Regions from separate parts of the Zea mays genome. Here regions 1 and 2 are each linked to region 3. Evidence: chromatin contacts called from public Hi-C data. All regions are on one chromosome and are shown on one strand. The core of a region is the stretch at or near the end of the contact, and the rest is flanking DNA. Distances in the headings are between cores, read along the strand shown. Region 1 holds the start of LOC100384366 (ATP-dependent zinc metalloprotease FTSH 4 mitochondrial). Region 2 holds the start of LOC100272242 (LIN1 protein). Region 3 holds the start of LOC100273329.

Region 1 (3,884 bases), core at 1,164-3,663, 130 kb before region 3:
AGGCACTCTCGTCCAGCCTATCAACCCTTACAAGAGCTTTTACATACTCCGAAAGTGCTGCGGGATTAGAATGTAATGAAGGATGGCTTTCAAATATTTGTATGACACGCTCCGGGTCACTTCTGTAAATCTCTTTAAGAAGAGAGGTTTGGCTTGGTGATTCTAGGTCTCGCACCCGGCGTGCAAGGCTACCGATGTAACTTGACTGGTTCCTCTCTTGCAAATTTTTAATTCTGGCACCTGGAGTGAGCAACAAGACCATATAGATGTCAAACAATGGCACTGAATAGTGGCACTGCATTGAAGAAAGTCATATAATATATACCAGATGCATGATAGCCATCACAAACAACTTTAGTGTGTAAAGAAAAATAATATATATATAAATTTGGACAGCAAATGATATGGAAAGTCCTACAGTGAGCATGGTACCTTTAGGAAGATGCAAATGTCACACAGTTAGGCGGCAACATATTAATAGAGTAATAGGAAACAGATGCCCAATGATTGATTGTCACCTCCGTGTACCTGCAGTGATGTCACTTTGAAAAGCGCCCAAAGGGGAGGAAGCAACTAGTTCATTGTAGATTGCTTTTGTTGGTCGATGCCTTGCAATCTGTGACGGAACAGCGCACACACACACACACACACACACACACACACACACACAAACCTGGATCAGTTAAAGCACCAAACATTGATATGTATACATACATCAACAAGGATAGAACATAATAATATCACAGAGCCAATTATTTGATTACACATTTGTTACATAACATCTCAAAATTCATTATTCAAATGGGCTTGCCATCAATTTTAAGTTCTTACTGCTCTTCCTAAGAATTAGCTTCACGAAACGCAGAATTACAATATAGCAGTGTGTTGGGGCGAAGGCGAACACGCCTACCCCTCGCTCGTCGACCTCTACATCAACATTCCGCAGGCCGAAGGCCGCGCCAGCAGGCCCCACCGGCCGGGCCGCGGACGTCGTCTGTGCGAAGGCCCAAGCGCCTCCTTCGCCCCGACAAGCCTAGGCGAAGGCCCCCGACGACTTCAAGGACCGGGTGATCGAAGCCTCGAAGACTACAAGGCTTTGTCCCCCTCAGCGCGAGAAGGGGCCCATGTGCAATTCGGCCCATGTCGTGGGACCACGCCCGCAAGTGCCATGTGGGCCGCGTCTGTAATAAAGCATGTTGTAATGACACACTGTACCCCCCCCCCTATGAGGGAATATTCCGGGGATAAATTAGGTAACTGAGGGCCTAGCTGTCCTTGACAAGGGCGGGCGGTCCCTCGGTTACCTATAAATCCCCACGTACTGTGCCAAAGCAAAGAGAGAGAACACTATTGCCTCGACACCCTGTGTTTAGAGGCATTAAACTACTCCCACCACTTCCCTATTGGATCCTGCTGTCCCAGGAGGCAGGTTCCAACACAGTGCAGATTATTCAATTGTGATCAGCAATTGTTACAGAACATCTCTATGTTCATTATTTAAATGGATTTGCAATCAGTTTTTAGTTCTTACTGTTCCGTCCTAAGAATTATTTTCACTAGACACAGAACGATAAATTGACAATACAGCATAGCTGATTAAGATTGTGAGCAACAATTGTCACAGTAGATCTCAATATCCATCATTAAATGGACTTGGCATCAATTTTTTTAGTTACTATTATTGTTATGTCCTAATAAAAAGTATAAATTAGTATCCCAGGACACAGAACAACACGCTAGATGACATCTCGACTTAAATCTAGAGTTTCCTGTAAATGCTCATACAGATACAGGCTATCACAATAATCTGACGACAGGTCATATAATAGACCATCCAGAATTTTAAACTTAAAGACAAGATTCTTTCGATTAGTAGCGGAATTAATAACGAATACAAAACGCAAACTGGATCACTGTTTGGCCAAAATCAGTAGCCTCATCGCCTACATGTTTCATCAGCAGAGACATCCTCACAGACAGCTCCCAAGATAGCCATGTATACGAACAGACATCTGCAGACGTTGTTCGTATGCGCAGAGCCTAACAACGCAGCTCGCAATCCCGCCCAGACACACAAGATCGAAGATTTGAGGCCACCACCGTATCTCAATACAACAATAAAGCGCGGTAACGAAGAAAAGGTCAGGCAGAACTCTCACCTGGGTGAGGACGCGCCGCCACGCCATGGGCCCGAATCCCTAGCCCAGCGCCACTCGGCCCACGGAGATTCCGAAGAAGAAGCGCCCACGCGGTCTGGGAGGACGGACGATCCCAACGGAAGCGAGCGGTGGGGAAGCAGGATTTGGGGGTGGTCGGTGGCGGCGCGATAGAGGAGGGCGCGGGATGTGAGGGTGTAGGCGGCAGCGGCTTAGGTCATGGGCAAGCAGTCGAAGCTTCGAGGGCGTACAGGAAAAGTGAAGGAGAGGAAGACGACATGAGTGAGAACGCCCTCGATTTTTTGTCTTTTTTAAATTGTTAGGCTGTATGCCTGTATCCGGCAGCACAAAGTGTATATGTGTCACACTCTTTACAAACAAAAATCGAATGTATAACATATATGTAATAGAATTCATTTTTCATATATATGTTGTGCCACAAGTGTGATATATTAAAAGATAATACAATAAAAACGTAAAAAGAGTATAATAACTTTATTACATTATCTAAACTTAAAAATCTTGAACAATATTATCATCAAAGTACAACAAAAATATTATGGGTAATCTCTCAGAGGAAGATGACCGGAGCGTCGCTGGACTCCATACTCGTCAACGTTTTTGTCAAAGTCTTCCTCATCACCTTCTGATAAAAATTTTAACAATAGGTGAACTCACTTACGGTGAGGGCTTAGCAAATGGGAGGAACTATGCAAGGTTAGCAAGGTAGGCTATGGTTACGTGGTAAGCATTTTAGTTGGTCAATATTTTATTAGCAACACCTAACTTACTATTTGTAAGTGTATCTCAAAACCCAATAAAATTATGAGCATAATGATTATATCTCAAAACACTTAAGTGAAACTATTTAAACAAACCATTTAAAAAACCACGGGATCACGATTTTGACTCCATCTTTAGGTTCAATTATCATGTGAGGGTACATGCTGCTCTTAACCATGATCACGGCTGACATATCAGTTTTACACTCTGCAGAGGTGGTACAACTTTACCCACATGACGTGTATCTCTTATTGTCGACGTTTCGGACCCCGGGGGACCCTCAACCGGGCCGACCAGTGAATTTTATCGTTGCGTGCCCCTGCCCAGATGGGTTGGCGCAAGATGGAACACAAGAGGGAAATGCGGCTCGTGTTATCTCGCACCAGGGGGTGCTCGTAGTAGGGGTTACAAGCGTTCGCGCGCGAGAGAGAGAGTGAGCCTGTTCGTTTGCTCGTCCCTCTGCGCGACCCTCCCGCATGAAGGCCCTGGACCTCCCTTTTATAGATGCAAGGAGATGGTCCAGGTGTACAATGGGGGGTGTAGCTTATGCGCTAACGTGTCTGGCAGAGAAGTGCCTGAGCCCTGTATACATGTCAACGTGGCTGTCGGAGAGGTGCTAGAGCCCTGTGTACGCGATAACGTGGCTGTCGGAGAAGTGCCTGGGCCCTGTAGAAGCACAGCTGGCGGTGCTGCTGGGATCCTGCTGACGTCTCCTTGCTTCCGTAGGGGGCTGAGAACCACCGTCGTTATGGACGCACGCGGGGAGCCATCATTACCTGTTACCGAGACGAGCCAGATGGGACGCCGGTCTTGTTCCCTCGTAGCCTGAGCTAGCTAGGGGTAGGGTAATGATGTATCCCATGTGGCGCGGTCGGTCCGAGCCTAAGGTCGGGCGAGGCGGAGACTTCTCCTGAGGTCGAGGTCGGGTCGGGTGAGGATGCGATT
Region 2 (3,704 bases), core at 228-2,727, 210 kb after region 3:
AATGAAGGACGAGGGAAGCAAAATAATGGCCAGGGAAAAGCTAGAGAGACAGACCGTGTAAGAAATCCATGGGTTCTTTTCCGCTTGATTGTACTGGGCTGGTAAGTTCTTTTCGGGAGCAACTGAAAGGGGTCATTAGGAACAGGATCCTCGACTACAAATAGCAGAACAGAAGCAACGGATTAGAAAAAGACATCAAACTAACAAAAATAAAAGTTGATCCTAGCTGCCAGGTCATAATCCAAAGCCTACATATCATAATCAAGACTCTAGTATTCACCAAATATAACTACGGCAACATTTCCAGCAACAGAAGTAGCAAGGAACAGTCACTGTTTGGGACCATGCAAGGAAACAATCCAGGAACAGCAGGACGAACTGCATGTACTTGAGTATTTGTCATACACTTTCTAACCAATTTTAGGACAATCAGCAGCAGCTGGAACAAGAAATGGCCACCATTTGGCACTATGCAAATAAACAGTCTTAGCAAAAGGAGACTTGGGTAATTGAGTATTTCTACTGCACTTTCTACCAGACTTAATTTCAACATAAATCATAGCAGAATTTCCTAAGCTCCACACAATCTCAGTTTTAGGCTGTCAAATGATCCACAAACAATTTATGCAGTGTATCAATCTTTAGGTTCTGCCACCTACTATTTAAGGAACAAAAAGGCATCAAGGAACTTTAAATACTGAGTACTGTATTGCAAGCAACGTGTTCTTCTATGCGTAAGAGCATCAATAACACTAGAAACGTGACTTCTCAAGGTTGATCAATCACTTAGTAACTTTCAACACAAGCCAGATAAAAGTAACACATCAGCATTGATGAAGGCAACCATGACTTTTCAGAAAACAATGCCCCCAAATAAGGTAACTGTATGAAATCTTGGCAATTCTTCCCAAGTCCGCAAAAAGCAAAGCTTAATAGTGAAATGGTATAACTGCAAATCACAGAAAATGCGCATTACAACAGAAATCATGCGAGTTTCGAGTAGTCACACACTGCAATTTCTATATTCAACGACACTACAATCTCTATATTCAACGAACGGTTTATGAAAAACATTGATCCCAGTCCCCCTATTCCCCATTTCTGAAACTGGCAGTGACTAGCGATCCGAGCCCAACTTCAATACTCAATCACGGCCCAATCCATTCATGAGTGCGTGTGTGTGAGAGAAGCTGTACCGTCGTCGATGAAGAAGCGGAGCGAGGGAAGTCCGCAGGGGAAGGATATCTCGCCGGGGAGCGAGCTCAGCCTGGCGATGGTCTCCGCCTCGTAAGCGTCCACCCCCGCCGGTGCCGGCGGCGGGACGTGTGGCTGCAGCCTGGCTAGCGGCAGCCCGGCGCGGGGTATGGACGAGGACGGAGACGCGAGAATGCGGCCGAAGAGGGATGATCCAACCCGTGCAAGGGTCTTCGCCGCCGACGCCATCGCCGAGCAACCCTAGCCTCCTCCTCCCCCTGCTCCTCCTCTGCTACGTTGCCGCACTTTTTTTTGGTGGAGAAACTATTCCCTCACCGCACTTGGGCTGGCGAGCTATGCTGAACTCTGTGTGCCTCCAATGGGCCGAATGACGATGTTCAAAAGGCCCGTTTCAAGAATTCTGGGTTGATCGGATTTGTTTGCTTTGTGGCGTTTCGTTGAAAGAGCGACTGAGGCGCTGAGCATATTGCCTGCTGCCAGTACTAGCTGGCGTGCTGCTGACTGTATCGTGGACAGCGTCAAAGCCTCAAAGGCCAACGTGGGCTGGGCAGACATAGCGTACTCACTCCGGTGTACTATTAGTTATCGTTTTCGATAAGGTTTGAGTCAAACTTATAAATTTTTAACTAAAATAACTATTTTATTATTTAGTTTTGAAACCTAATATTTATATGCACGGATTTGTCTTAAAAATAATTTTATAAAAGTATAAATATATTAAGAGTTTATTTATATTTTAACAAAAAATCATTAGTCAAAGTTATATTTTACTATTTTAAAGATCGTGTTGTCCTAAACGACAACTAATAGAAAACTGGAGGGAGTATTCCACAACCGCAACCATTTTGCTTGGATCGTATGGAATGGATCAAACATTCATCCAAGAAGCAAGGTGCTGAAGCTCCTTTGATACGGTAGTACGGTACACTCCTATATCTGATAATTATATGTTTGTTCATTTGAAGATTGATTACCCTTTGGGAACCTATCAAGTGCAAACTAACCATTTGCCATGTAAATTCTTATGATAATTTTTTAAAACACCCCTCGACGTGCACCTAGGGATGGCAATTTAATCCGCAAACCCGAAACCCGGTGGGTACCCGACCCGATGGGTGCAGGCATGGGTAGAGATTTTGACCCACGATTGCAACCCGCAACCGATTCGAAGTTTCGCGAGTGTGGGTGTGAGTTTCTATTTCAACCATTGGGTGACCCATACTCGACCCAAAAATTGGTCCATTCTTTATTTTGCGCAAAATGTTTAAGATACAATAATAATTATTTTGAATAAATAATATGTCTAATGGTTCATAAATATTGTGTTGCTGCTCAACATGAGAAGGTTTGAAATCCATAGACATAACTCAAATGTTGTTGGTACTTAATTGTTATAGTTGAATTATTGTTTAAACGTGTACAATGAGTAAAACTCGCGGGTGACCCGAAACCCGACGAGTTCGTGTGCGGGTTTGGAATTACACCCGTGGGTGCAATAATGGGCGGGTTTAAGTAGACTTCACGTGTGTGATCGCAGGTGGATTTTTGTGCCACCCAACCCGAATCCGACCCATTGCCATCCCTACGTGCACCAGCTTAGTGAAAGGGAAATGTGCCCTTGGGCCATTTCTAAGTATTTTGGTGGTTTAGTGCCCAACACAAGTGCCTAAGTGTAAAAAGGTGGACAAAGTACAAATCAAGGATAAAGGTATGTTTCTCAGACTTAGTACATTGTTTTATGGACTAATGTATTGTGTCTAAGTGCTGGAAACAGGAAAAATCCAATTAGCTGAGTCTGGGAGCACCGGACTGTCCGGTGGTGCACCGGACAGTGTCTGGTGCGCCAGGCTGGCTCGAGCGAAGTGGCCGCTCTCGGGAATTCACCGGCGACGTACGGCTAAAATTCACCGGACTGTCCGGTGAGCCAACGGTCGGCCGGGCCAACGGTCGGCCGCGCGATCTGCGCGGGACACGTGGCCGAGCCAACGGCTAGAAGGGGGCACCGGACTGTCCGGTGTGCACCGGACATGTCCGGTGCACCAACGGCTCTCAGGCTGCCAACGGTCGACTGCGCCATATTTGGAAGGAAATCGGGCACCGGACACTGTCCGGTGTGCACCGGACTGTCCGGTGTGCACCGGACTGTCCGGTGCACCAGACGACAGAAGGCAAGAATGGCCTTCCAGATTTGCTCTCAACGGCTCCTAGCTGCCTTGGGGCTATAAAAGGGTCCCCTAGGCGCATGGAGGAGAAGCCCAAGCAACCTTAGAGCATTCTTGATCATCCACACTCAGTCTTTGCGCATTCGTTTGTCATTCTCAGTGATTCGAGCTCTGTTCTAGTGAGAACTTTGAGATAGTCTTTTGAGCTCGATTCTTGGCCGTGTGTGTGCACATTTTGTTGTGGATTTGTGTGTGTTGCTTCCCTCCCTTACTCCGTGTTTCTTTGTGAACTTCAAGTGTAAGGGCGAGAGACTCCAAGTTGTGGAG
Region 3 (3,842 bases), core at 83-2,582:
TGTGGTTCAGGGCCCATTACTGGGTGATTTCGACGTTGCTGCGAACGTCACACCGACTCATATAGTTGTCGATTCCGTTCGACTGGAACCAATGGATCGCTGCCTCTATTCGTGATAAACCATGAGTCAGATTCTCCTAGGACTCAAACATGAGCTGGTGACACCCTCAATGTTTCATATGTTAGGGTCTTGGCCGCTAGTGTGCCCATCTTGGGCTGCCCCTTACCCAATTTTCGCCGGAGCGACCGCGAGCCCTTCGTGGCTCGGTCTTCGAACTCCAGAATTCATGGTTGTCTTGTTGTGAGTTTTTTTCACTCTTTGGACCCTGCTAAAGGAATTTGAACGAGTTTGGGTCCTTACCGGAAAGCGATCCCTTGACGTCCGTGAACGTGTTCGGGTCCTTGCCGGAAAGCGATCCCTTGGCATTCGTCTAGTAATTTAGGTCAGGGCGTTCTCGAAGGGTGGCTCGGTCGGTTCTGGCTCCCTTTGAATTTCTCGAGACCCTGCATTAGCCGGGCAGACAACAAAGAGGTATTAGCGTGTCTGTGTTTGCTCAGAAGGGTATAAATGTCACACCGACTGGAAGGACAAAAAATTGTTAGCAAGAGAGGCTAGTTCTTAGGTACTGCTCCCCTCCCCCTCTCGCTCCTGAGCCCTTAAGGCATCCAGCCTAGGGTCAGGAGTAGGTTGGTTTAGGAGCGTCGAAGTCTTGATATGGATAGAATTGACGCAGTTGCTCGATGTTCCATGTGTTGGGAAGCGTCCTCCCCTTCTTGTCCTTCAGCTTGTAGATGTCTGATCGAAGTACCTCTCCAACTATGAATGACCCCTTCCATGGTAGAGACGGTTTGTATCGGTCTTTGTTAGTCTGGACTTGCCAGAGTACCAAGTCTTCTACTTGCAAAATCCTTTTTCGAACGCGACAGCCGTGGTACCTTCACAGTGCTTGCTGGTACCTTGCCGACCGCAAGAGTGCTACATTGTAGACTTCATCGAATTGGTCCCGCGTGTCTTCTAAGTTTTGCGTAGAGGCTCACCCTTGGGGTGCTGTATTTGAGGTCAGTGGAAGCATTAGTTTAAAAATATAGGAAAACCGTAGGATTTTAAAAAAGATGTTGACATAAAGGATGTCTCAGTTTACTGTGAAAATGACTTTGTTCAAAAAAAAAGTTTACTGTGAAAATGCCTTTGGTGGAGGACCCTCGGCCCCCTATACTGAAAAAAAATCTGTGAAAATGCGTGTCACTTCTTCGGGCCGTCTCGGACAGTCGGACACGCATGGCTGCTTGCAAATCGCACCTCCTGGGGGAGTACTGGTTAAACGGGTCCAAATCTCGGACCCGCAAACGGACCTCACCCACCCGTTCCTCCATCTCCGCCCCTTGCCGGCGATGGCACCGGCGCCGGCAGCGGCCTCGGCGGGGCGGAAGTCTCATGTCACCGTTCTCCTCCTCTACGTAGTGTGCGGCTTGATCCTGCTGCTTCTCCTCGCCTCCTACTCGCCCCGCCTCCAGCCCCACGCCCACGGCCGCAGCCTCCACCGCCGCCTCAAGCTCCACCCAAAGAGCTCCTTACCATCCGACGCTTCCTCCGGTGGGAACGGGGGGCAACAGAAGACGCAGCACCAAAACCACCATGCGGCCTCCTTCGACCCGACCATCGCCGAGCTGGAGCGTCGGCTGGACGACAAGGAGTGGGAGCGCGAGCACTACAGCCTCCTCCACGGCGGCGAGCCGGATGACCATATGAAGGAGTGGGAGGAGTTCCTCAAGGAGGAGGAGGACTTCATCAACGACGACGACCGATTCAACATCGCCGACCGTATCCGCGCGCTCTTCCCCAAGATCGACGTCGCCCCGCAGGACGGATTCGTCTCCCTCGACGAGCTCACCGCCTGGAACCTCCAGCAGGCCAGGGCTGACCAGCACCACCGCTCCGCCAGGGAGATGGAGCTCTACAACAAGAACGGCGATGAGATAGTCTCATTCGAAGCCTTCAATGCTCTGCGCCAAGAATCCCATGGTAACATTGCCAAAATACTCTACTTTTGTTTCTGCGTGAACAGGGCCGTGCCTGAGATTTTAGGAGCCCTGGACAAAAGCTTATATAGAGGCCCTTTTGACCTCTATATATGTACCCTTTTGACATCTATATATGTAAACACACTTTGATGGACCACACATTAAACGCAATTAGCTACTCCTGCCTATGGTATACGTGTACACGTACGTGCAAAGGTCGATCGTCGATAGCGTGTCCCGGCGTTTGCAGTCCTATCTAGATTGTCCAGTCCTTTGTCGACGTGGTGGTGGCACTGGCGACAAGAATTAGGTTTTCTAGATGTATTATATTCTGAGTCCTGATTTGGGAACTGGTTTACGTGAGCAGGCCAGTAACCATTTCCGGCTTACGTTACGTGAGCAAGATGGTAGAGGCTGGGTTGCCCGTTTACGTGAGGAGGATAGTAGGTCATAGTAGGGATGACAATGGGTACCCAAAACTCGAATACTCGACGGATTTTACCTAATTATAAGGAGTGAGGAGGATAGCAGGTCATAGTAGGGATGACAATGGGTAGGGGTGGTAATGGATCATGACCCTAATACTTGCTTCACAAATCAACAAAGCCCTTAATTTTGTTAGTTCAAAATTGTATTGTTTTATAATCCGACCCTAACTTGACTCGATCCTTAAATTTGCTAGGCTAAACTAAATGGCCCGTTACCACCCCTAACAATGGGTACCCAAAACTCGAATACTCGACGGATTTTACCTAATTATAAGGAGAGTATGGGATGATTTCTTTACCCATGGGTATGTTAATGAGTATTGAGTACTACCCATACACGTTAGTAAAATTATCTGTGTGGATATGGGTATGGGTAAAACTCTATACCCGTGTATATATATGGATAATCCAACGGGTAGAATTGTTTTATAGGTACAAGTATGGAATGCTACTACCCAATGGATATATACCCGTTGCCATCCATAGGTCGTAGCATTAGACGGTTGGGCTAACCAAGCTAACACCATTTGAGTTTATTAAATAACTAAGTACTATACTTAAGTATATATTTGAGGGCCCCTAACATTTTGGGGGCGCTGGGCGGCCGCCCACCTCGACCCCCCTCAGGTCCGGCTCTGTGCGTGAAGCAATAAGTGTAGCAATGTTGTCTCCGCGTGAAGCAATGAGTGTAGAAATGCAAGGAAAGGGTTCCTGCTATCACTGTATTTTCCTACGTTGGTTTGCTGATCGCTCGGTTCATGTTCTGCAGGAGAGGGCAATATGCTTGGGTTCGAATGGTGGAAGGAGGATCATTTCAATGCGTCAGATGCAAACGCTGATGGTTTCCTTGATAAAACTGAGTTCAATGAGTAAGCATTCGTTTCAGTAGTACCAAACGTCAACTTTCTTAGTAATATGGTTCTTCATTATTTCCTGACATCTGCCTTTTTATTTTCCTTACAGTTTCCTTAATCCAAGTGATTCGGATAATCCCAAAATCATCAATTTGCTCTGCAAACAAGAAATAAGGTGCATGCTTTGTCAGCTTTACATCTATTTTCTATCCTACTTTACATTAATTTTAGCAGCATATGTGTCATGGATTTGGAGTGGTTTAATCTTGGGTTTAGCCTTAAAAGGGTACATAAACTTTATACAAATCAATTATTGGCTTCAGAGTCCTGAATCCTGAATCCTCGAGCCATCAAAATATATGTTTGTGAAATTTGTTTCAGGCTTAACATTTTCATGCTGTAGCAGGCAACAGGGTTTAACCACTAGTGATTAGTGAAACGACTTTTTAGTTATATGCCAGGGCAATACTTAATAATTC

The links. A called contact is a pair of places that touch in the nucleus more often than the background predicts.
Region 1: a contact with region 3 is called in a Hi-C map of tassel, with 6 times the contacts expected there. The contact joins the promoter of LOC100384366 here to the promoter of LOC100273329 in region 3. A contact is called at or near these places in 13 of 25 Hi-C or Micro-C datasets (bundle sheath, ear, endosperm and 5 more) and 1 of 3 datasets of contacts at active chromatin or transcription factors (seedling).
Region 2: a contact with region 3 is called in a Hi-C map of endosperm, with 2.7 times the contacts expected there. The contact joins the promoter of LOC100272242 here to the promoter of LOC100273329 in region 3. A contact is called at or near these places in 5 of 25 Hi-C or Micro-C datasets (bundle sheath, ear, endosperm and 2 more).

What each region holds. Positions count from the first base shown.
Region 1 is chr8:142,859,407-142,863,290 of Zm-B73-REFERENCE-NAM-5.0, forward strand. It overlaps LOC100384366 (ATP-dependent zinc metalloprotease FTSH 4 mitochondrial), which reads right to left and starts at 2,414. Exons shown (of 7, transcript NM_001349058.1): 1 at 2,160-2,414; 2 at 529-616; 3 at 1-240. The coding sequence starts at 2,186.
Region 2 is chr8:143,209,176-143,212,879 of Zm-B73-REFERENCE-NAM-5.0, forward strand. LOC100272242 (LIN1 protein) reads right to left here and starts at 1,478. Exons shown (of 3, transcript NM_001350728.1): 1 at 1,197-1,478; 2 at 55-154. The coding sequence starts at 1,443.
Region 3 is chr8:142,994,909-142,998,750 of Zm-B73-REFERENCE-NAM-5.0, forward strand. It overlaps LOC100273329, which reads left to right and starts at 1,333. Exons shown (of 6, transcript NM_001147770.2): 1 at 1,333-2,022; 2 at 3,279-3,378; 3 at 3,473-3,538. The coding sequence starts at 1,392.